Linked DNA regions of Anser cygnoides: region 1 is linked to region 2. The links are chromatin contacts, called in public Hi-C maps. All regions are on one chromosome and are shown on one strand. The core of a region is the stretch at or near the end of the contact, and the rest is flanking DNA. Distances in the headings are between cores, read along the strand shown.

Evidence for each region. A called contact is a pair of places that touch in the nucleus more often than the background predicts.
Region 1: a contact with region 2 is called in a Hi-C map of granulosa cells, with 2.3 times the contacts expected there. The contact joins the promoter of CYCS here to the promoter of GSDME in region 2. A contact is called at or near these places in 3 of 7 Hi-C or Micro-C datasets (fetal liver, granulosa cells and liver).

What each region holds. Positions count from the first base shown.
Region 1 is chr2:35,126,061-35,130,200 of Taihu_goose_T2T_genome, reverse strand. It overlaps CYCS (cytochrome c, somatic), which reads left to right and starts at 1,623. Exons shown (of 3, transcript XM_048070319.2): 1 at 1,623-1,757; 2 at 2,090-2,266; 3 at 2,441-3,679. The coding sequence starts at 2,098. The coding sequence ends at 2,589. LOC106030153 (a long non-coding RNA gene) reads right to left here and starts at 1,614. Exons shown (of 4, transcript XR_001203548.3): 1 at 1,242-1,614; 2 at 161-282.
Region 2 is chr2:34,983,737-34,987,703 of Taihu_goose_T2T_genome, reverse strand. It overlaps GSDME (gasdermin E), which reads left to right and starts at 1,262. Exons shown (of 11, transcript XM_048070267.2): 1 at 1,262-1,345; 2 at 2,489-2,542. It overlaps LOC106030217 (a long non-coding RNA gene), which reads right to left and starts at 1,260. Exons shown (of 4, transcript XR_007165663.2): 1 at 1,124-1,260; 2 at 29-163.

The DNA of each region.
Region 1 (4,140 bases), core at 374-2,873, 140 kb before region 2:
ATTTACACCTTCACAGAATGGTACTGCATCAAAGCAGCGGGCAGTCACTCACACAGCAGCATCTGTGTGGTCAGGTGTAAGGCAGATATTAGAAGATAAGAAATGAACTTTTATAAGAAAATAAGAGTTCATTTTACAGACTGATCTTTGGTATATCCACCTTTAGCACTGAAAGCCTCCCAGGTTCAGTATCTTCCCCGAGAGCATTTCATTATTTCATATATTTAACAAAACCAGATTCAACTGTCTTCAGTCAAGCCACAGTTTTCAAAAACAGCTTACCTGAGGAAAAAAAAATAAAAAAAATATTAAAAAAAAAGGAAAGAAAAGAAAATTGCTACAATGTCCTTCCACATGCATCACAAGGGGTAACTGTGAAGCTCAACATGCAATGCCTAGTATGGAGTACACATTTTTAGACACCAAAAACTAAAAGAAATGAAGGCAATTAGAGATGCCTGAAGTATGCATTCTATGAACAAAAGGAAATCTTTTGAATTGATGTCAGTAATTAGCGCACATCAAGTCCTTAAAGAAGCTTGCATCAGACCACATCAAGTGCTTAAAGAAGCTTAAGAATTTACACCACTGTGATTTCTTAAAGCAGCTTAAAAGGCACTTTCTGCTCTTTCTCTTTTAAAGATAAAAGAGGCCAGGGGTCATGCCAGGAGTCTTGTGGTATTAAGTTACATACATCTGACACCTGAAGTCATATGAGACACACAACCCTTATCAAAAAAAATACAGTCTATGGTGCTTGCAACAATGATAAAAAGTCTAAAAACGTGAGTCAAGTGCAGTATGAAGGTTAAAAACCAAATGGCAAATAAAGTAATGTCTTTATCGTCTCGTCTAAAAGACGGTGTCTTTAAATTTAAGTTAGCATATTTTCAGTCAACCTCATAACTCTGGGAGCCTGGTTTGAGATCTGAGTTTAGCAACAGAAGTCAAGATGCCGTTTTAAGGTGATTCCCTTGCACGTGTTACGTTACCCTGCTCCCAACAGAGCAATGAATTTAACCACATCATAAGCAAATGAGTTTCATTATGGTAAGTTTACAGTTGAGGACACCGTTAATTGCTAAAGCTTTGCAGCAGACTGACATGGTGTACGTGTATTTACTATGTGCTGAGCGGTAAAACGCTAGAAAGTGGACAAAATTATGTGTGACGCTCCAGGCATGACAAGTAGCGGATAAAAACGTGCCCCCATCAAACGAGGAGCGATAATTTGCTTGTACAATTACTGTATGCTCGTGCACGCCCCGCAGCGCACTGAGGCGCTCCCCAGGCCTCTCTTGGGGTCCCTTCCCCTTGGCAACCGAGGGGCGGGGCCGGCCGTTACGTCACGGCCACTGCCCCCCGGGGCCGCCCTGACCACGCGCTCGGGGCGCCGCGCGACCTTTGCTTCGCTTTCCGCTGTGCGCATGCGCCGTGCGCCTGCCCCCTTTCCCCGCCCGTTACGTCACAGCGCTCCGCACGGCGCCTTCCGCAGGAAGCGCGAGGCAGCCCGCCGGCCGCAACCTATCTCGCTAGCCTGCGGCGCCGCGACATTAACATTGACAGACAGGCGTTCTAACCAATCAGAAGCCGATAGGGGGGCTCTGATTGGCTAGCGCGCCAGAGTGGGCGGGCGGTAGGTTGCGGCGCGGTTTGGCTGCACCGACACCGGGTTACATAGGGCGGAGTCCGGCGTGTCCTTGGGCAGACGCCGGGCGGTGCGGGGCGGCCGGGGAAAGGCGGTGGCGGCGGGGCAGGTGCGGGGGCCGCGGCCTGCGGGGGGCATGGGTCTAGGCTTGGTGGGCCTGGGCTCCGCTTCCTGCCGCTGGGGCTGGAGCCTGGGCCTGGGCGCTGCCGTGTCCCGGCGGGACCGTTAAGGACCGTTAGGGCCGGGCCGGGCCGGGGGGGTCTGGCTGTGTGTAACGTTCAAACCCAGCGGGTGCCGCTGGAGTGTAGGCGTTCAGAGCAGTTCCTGGGTGCGCGGGCCGCGGATGTGGTGTTGGGAGCCAGCACGGGTCCCGGCAGAGCCCCCGTGGGGGAGTTGACCTTGGTGTTGGCGCGCTGACCTCTCCGTGTGTTCCCGCTCTAGCGCTGAAGATGGGGGACGTCGAGAAGGGCAAGAAGATCTTCGTGCAGAAATGCTCCCAGTGCCATACGGTTGAGAAGGGAGGCAAGCACAAGACCGGACCCAACCTACACGGCCTGTTTGGGCGCAAGACTGGGCAGGCTGAGGGCTTCTCGTACACAGATGCTAATAAGAATAAAGGTAAGCGTAAAGCTGCTTCTCTGGGTTACTGGGGGCAAAAACGTTCAGTTCTTGATGATAGTCTTAGAAGTATCAAAGTCGTAAGTATCTGTCAGAAAGTAAAATAACATGGAGGACAAGGAAAGAAATGTTTCACTTTTGACAGCTCCAAACATCTTTTTTTCTTCTTTCCAGGTATCACCTGGGGTGAGGATACTCTGATGGAGTATTTGGAAAATCCAAAGAAGTATATCCCAGGAACAAAGATGATTTTCGCGGGTATTAAGAAGAAGTCCGAGAGAGCAGACTTAATAGCATATCTCAAAGATGCCACTGCGAAGTAGAAGTTATCTGCTGCCTTATTTATTTCACAAAGGAGATGGCAATGGAAATATCTGTGACAAGATTGGTTTTTAAACATTCTATTTTTACATGTACTATGTCTAACCTTAAAATTGGTCTTACCCATCAGATAACGTTGCTCATGGTGGGATGCTGGACTACACGCTTGTTTGGCAGCCACTAACTTATGGAAACTATGTAATTGGATTGATTTAAATGAATATAATGTTCAGTCATTCTTGATCATGGAATTAAAAAAAAAAAGACAAAACAACACTTCTGGCCTCTTCATTGTTTAAAAAAAAAAAAAAAGCATTGAATGAGTAATTGTTAATAGTATAACAGGTTTGGCAGCCTAACTTTTTGAGATGAAAAAGGAGGATGGGCCTTGGCATCTTCCACCATAAGTCTGCGACATTACTTTAAAGATTTGCTTAAAAAAAAAAAAAATTAAAAAATATTTTTCTAAGTTTGATCAGTACAAGGTGTTATGTTATATATTAATCTGTCTAAAGCTTGGAATAAGAATACAATTTCACTTTCTTATTAATTGTGAAATGGTAACTGTGCTCAGGCACTTTTATCTAGGGGAAGCATGTTACTTGATTTATCTGGGCTTTGACAGTTGCATGCACCAGTAGAGTATAACTCCAGAAACCTCTTCATTTTTGTAAATGTTGTTGAAACCATGTGTTCAGTAAGTCTTCAGAAAACAGCAATTTGTAGTGTAATGAAAGAAAAACATGATGTTCTGGAAAGATAATCACTAAAGACCAAGTTGAGAGTTAACAAAATCTTATTTCAGCAGAAGCGCTAACCTAAAATCTACTGTTAAAAGCAACTTCTGATGAAGAGGTACAGGAATAAATGCAGTGGTAGACTGTAAACAGTGGTAAACAGTCTTCCTCTGTGCCTGCCTGGAGCCTATATCACTACAGAAGGTTCTGTTTCATGTGTAAAGCAGTATTTTAGCATTCTAACTGCATTTTTTTCAAATTAAGTGAATTGTTCAGCTGAATGTATTTACTGTGTATCAACAGTAAGGCACAACTTGGAGTGATCAATCTGATAAATTAAAAGTATTGAAAGTTTTGTTCGCTGTATGTGTCTGAAATTAAGTGAGAAACAGTGGGGGCAAAGAGGAAAGTTGGGTGTCTGGCTTTGTCATTACAAGACGAGCAAAAGCTCAGCATGAAAAAAGTAAATGCTAATGGAGCTAGCGTGAAAAGTACTCTGTGTGGCAAAGTTAGAAAGTATTTCAAACTAGAACCAGCACAGCTAGGCTATCCTACCTGTTTTTTAACACTACTTTTGTTGCACTTCCCAAATTGGATGGGGTGGAAAACTCAAAATAGCATGAAAGCTGTAGGTGTGCTGCAGAATTGATATTTCTGAGTTAACGTCAGGTAGAACAGCATGCTTAACAATCAAGTTTTGAAGGGCTGTTAGTCACAGTACACGACAAGAATTAAGATTAACCACTGAGACATTTTGTTAGTATTACTGTATGTTTTGTGACTTTTTAAAACTGAATGCACAAGTAGTGCTTCCTG
Region 2 (3,967 bases), core at 13-2,512:
TACTTGCCCAATATACATTAACTGTTACCTCTCGCTCAGGACTGTTCATTTAAGGGCATCCAGCGTTCAACTTTTCTTCTAAAGGCCAGGCTTTGCTCCATTAAGATCTGGTGCTTCAACATTTGTGACCATCCCCCACAGTCCCAAATGCTCTCTCTTTGACCTAGAAGTGAAGAATCTGGCTTGTGGCATGGTTCACTTGGAAAATATTTCCTTGATGCTCAGTAAATATCTTGAAGAATTACTCCTTATGTTTCCATGGACTCATCAATTTCTCCCTGGACCAGTCCTATCGTAAGCACTGAATTTCTATTATTCTGGTGTTGCCTTGCTTTCAAAGAGGTGAGCTACAGTCACTGAGCTCACTGTATTACACTACACTTCATAAACCCGTCTACCACACTCCATTGACTGCATTCCTCATTTTCCAGTGCTGTTCAAGGCTTGAACCAGACTGAGAACCAGAAAACTTGTCTTGGGAACTCCCATTTGGACTGGGGCTTTGACTGGACTCCAGCCATGCCAACAGCACTGACCCCAACGTTGCAAATCTGCAGCCGCACACACAGCAGGGGCATTGCCTCCAGCAGATTTCATACACAAGGTGTTGATCCTCTGACCGTCAGCAATCCCAGTCAGGTTTGAGAGGATGTCTCAGGAATTTTGTATGTAATTATGTCATAAAATGCCATCATCTGGCAGTTCTCAGGGAAAAGCTGCCTGTGCTATGCGACTGGAAGCAACGTAGCAAAATGAACCGTCCCCTCCCCTGGCTGAGCTGACAGGAAAATCCAAGCCCTCCGCCTCAGCCCCCCTCAGGGCCATGCCACCACACGGGGGTCCCTGCCGCACACACAACCACCCCCGGCACCAGGGCTCAGCGGGCAGCGCCCGCCATGACCGGCAGCCCAGACCCCAGTGCAGCTGCCCTTCAACTCCTGAGGAAGGTGAGGGGCACGGGCAGCCAGGAGGAAGGCGATGGAGCCAGGGACTCCGTGGAAGCCGCCCTGGGGCTTCGCTAGCGGACAGCAACAGCTCCCCTCACCCTGCCGGGCCCAGCATCCATCTGCTGGGCGGCGGCCGCTGAGCCACAAAATGGCGGCGGCGCTCGGTCCCGCCTCACCCCGCGTCCCGGGGCGCCGGCACCCGGGCGGGGCTTTGCGCCTCGCCTCGCCCCGCCGCGGTGCTGTCCGTCCTCGCCGGCCCTCGGCGCTGGCCAGGAGCCCCCCTGCTCCCGGTGCTGCCCCGGGCTCCCCTCGGGGCATCGCCCCCTGCGCCTCGCATCGCATCGGGGCGGGGCGAGGCGCATCCCCGGGGCGCGGCGGCGGGGATCAGCGGGGCAGCCGTGAGTACCGGGGCGGGCCCGGGGAGGCGGAGGGGCCGGCAGTGCCGGCAGTGCCCCTGCTGAGCCCCCTTTTCCCCGCTGAGGGGCTGAGGGAGTGGGGCCACAGTGGGGTCCACAGCCCGCATCCGAGCCCTGCTGCCCCGTGTGCGCGGGGCCGCCCCTGTCAGGTACCGCTGCGGCGGCCTCGGGGAAAAGCCAGGCTCTGGTTTCCCTTCCGTGCCTGCCCGTATGCCACCCGGCTGCTTTAAGGAAGCAAAAAAACCCAGAACCCAAACCGCAAACCCTAGAGGTTGAATCACTGCAAATCACGCGTGGTGCAGGAGCGTCGGAGGGGAAGCGCAGCACTTGGGTGCCTGCTGCCGCTGCCTCAGTGCCGGGCTTGGTGAGGGCGGCACATGGCTGCGTGCCCACACGAAGCGCCTCATCCCTCAGGGCCGGCATCACCGTCTGCCCCGACCCCAGGTGTGCAGCTGTGGGGTGCTGCGAGGTGAGCATCCCCAAAATGGGACCTGGTGGGATGGTGGCAGCTGGCCTCGGGGTGAGGGCACCATGGCCCTTGTGGCAGGGCACGTTAAACCCGGGGGGGTTCGTGTGGCACCAAGTCATCTGAGGCACGTGCTGGAAGATCCTCAAGGCTCAGAAGAGAGAGCTTGTGAGCTTTTGTGGCTTTTTGTTTAAATATAACTTATCTAGAAAGCAGGCAAAAATAACTTTAAGGTTTCGTAATAAAATACATGTACTGCTTGCCATCTCTTGCTGACTTCAGGAGCCTTTCAGGACAAGCTCTGACTTGGTTAGAATTCAGAGGGTGACACATGGTAAAGTTAAAGTCTGGCAGCTCTTCTGACTGCATGCCTACTGCTTGGTCCTCTTCGGTCTGCAAGAGTTGTCCTTAGCATGCCTTTACGACAAAATGTGACCTATTTGGTAGTCCAGTTGTCCCTCACTTCCCAAGTTGCCTGTGGACTGTGGTGTTCTGGGTAACCTTACATTGAATGGAAAAAAGGTGTTGGTTTGGGGGGTTTTATTGGTATGTTTTGTAAAGTGCATGTGTATACAGAATGTCAGAAATATTGGGCAGCTGTTCAGAACTTCTGTGCTGACAAAGGTAAAATCTGATTATTCATTAAATGTTTTTTTCAGATCTAATGATCTACTATATTGAGTTACGGAGCTGTGGTAAATGAAAGAAGCAGGGTAAGGTTTGTTTCTTTGAATAATCGGTAAAGTTGCTGTAAATATCTTTACATGATCTCATCCTGTTCATTGAATAATCTGCCCATAGCCCAGGTTCAGGCTAATTTAAAATTTTTTGGTAGGCGAGCAAGCTACTCCTCCATCCTTTTCTGCTTTCACACCTAGCTATCAATCTGCAAGAGTGAATTCACTCTGACAAGCTTTTCCTACCAGCTTTGATATCTTCCTTTTTAATTCTGCCAAACCAAGCATGGTTCTAACAAAGCTTTTCAGAGCAAGAAACAGCAAAAGGAGAGTTTTCTTAATGCTGTGTCTGTGACCACTCTGTGATCATTTGGTCAGGATGCCCTCGATCCTGGTAGTTGTATTAACTCTCAGTAGTGTGTCATTTTGTGAATGAGTGAAACAAGATACTCGGGTGCATTTTAGGGTGAATGTTAAAGGCACTATACCCAAACAAATATAATTTGGATAGAATATTGTTACTTTGCAGGTACTGCTGCACCAGCAAATACACTCATTGCAAAGACAGTCCCAATGCAGCAAAGTGTAGGAGACGTTGATATTGTCATCCTGATGCTAAAGACAGTACCAGCTATCCTACCTGGTGAGCCTCTGCAGTTTTCATAAGCACTCTGTGGTCTTTCTCAGATGTCCGTTTTGTCCACCAAAAGCCTGGTAACTGTGAGCGAAGTGAAACCACCATGAATAAGAAAGGAGTTTTATAGAATGGTGTCATTGGTTCTTCTCATGAGATTTAGTGAGTGTGTAACAGAAAGACAAATCACAAGAACTGTGGTGGTTTTTTTTTCCTTCTCCAATATCTCTTCTCATAAGCTCCTTAGGATTGGTGGGCTTTTTTCATTTAAGACAGTATGCCCACGTGAGTCCATTGTGTCGAAATGGGATCAGAATGAATGAGCAATCAATCACATAAAGCACAGAAATCCTTGAAGAAAGGGAACAGTGGCTAATGCGGGGCAAATTGCCGTGATGGTCCCCTCCATTACAAATCAGTCATCTGGTTAGTTGTGAAATATAAAGTCATATAAAAGAAGTCCCCAAACCCTCCACCCTCGCTGTTTTTCTTTTTTTTCTTTTTTTCTCTGCTGCAGTAGAGCTACATTGCTTAGTAAAACTACATTACACTGAGATTAAAACGGGGGAAATTTATGGAGAATAAATTTAAGAATGCAAAAATCAAACTCAGTTTAGAGCCTAGGAAAAGGTAAGGGAAAAAGAAAGTCCGTGGAAATACTCCCAGTATGTATAGCTGGGACTGTGCTGCGAGTTTGTTGTAGCCTCAGTTTATTATGAAAGCCTCAGAAGACTTAAGTAAAATGTTAGGAGACTGACATTGTTCAGATCCTTTCCCTCGAAATGTTGTTGGGAAATGCCCTTTACTTGTTTACGTGGAGAACTAAG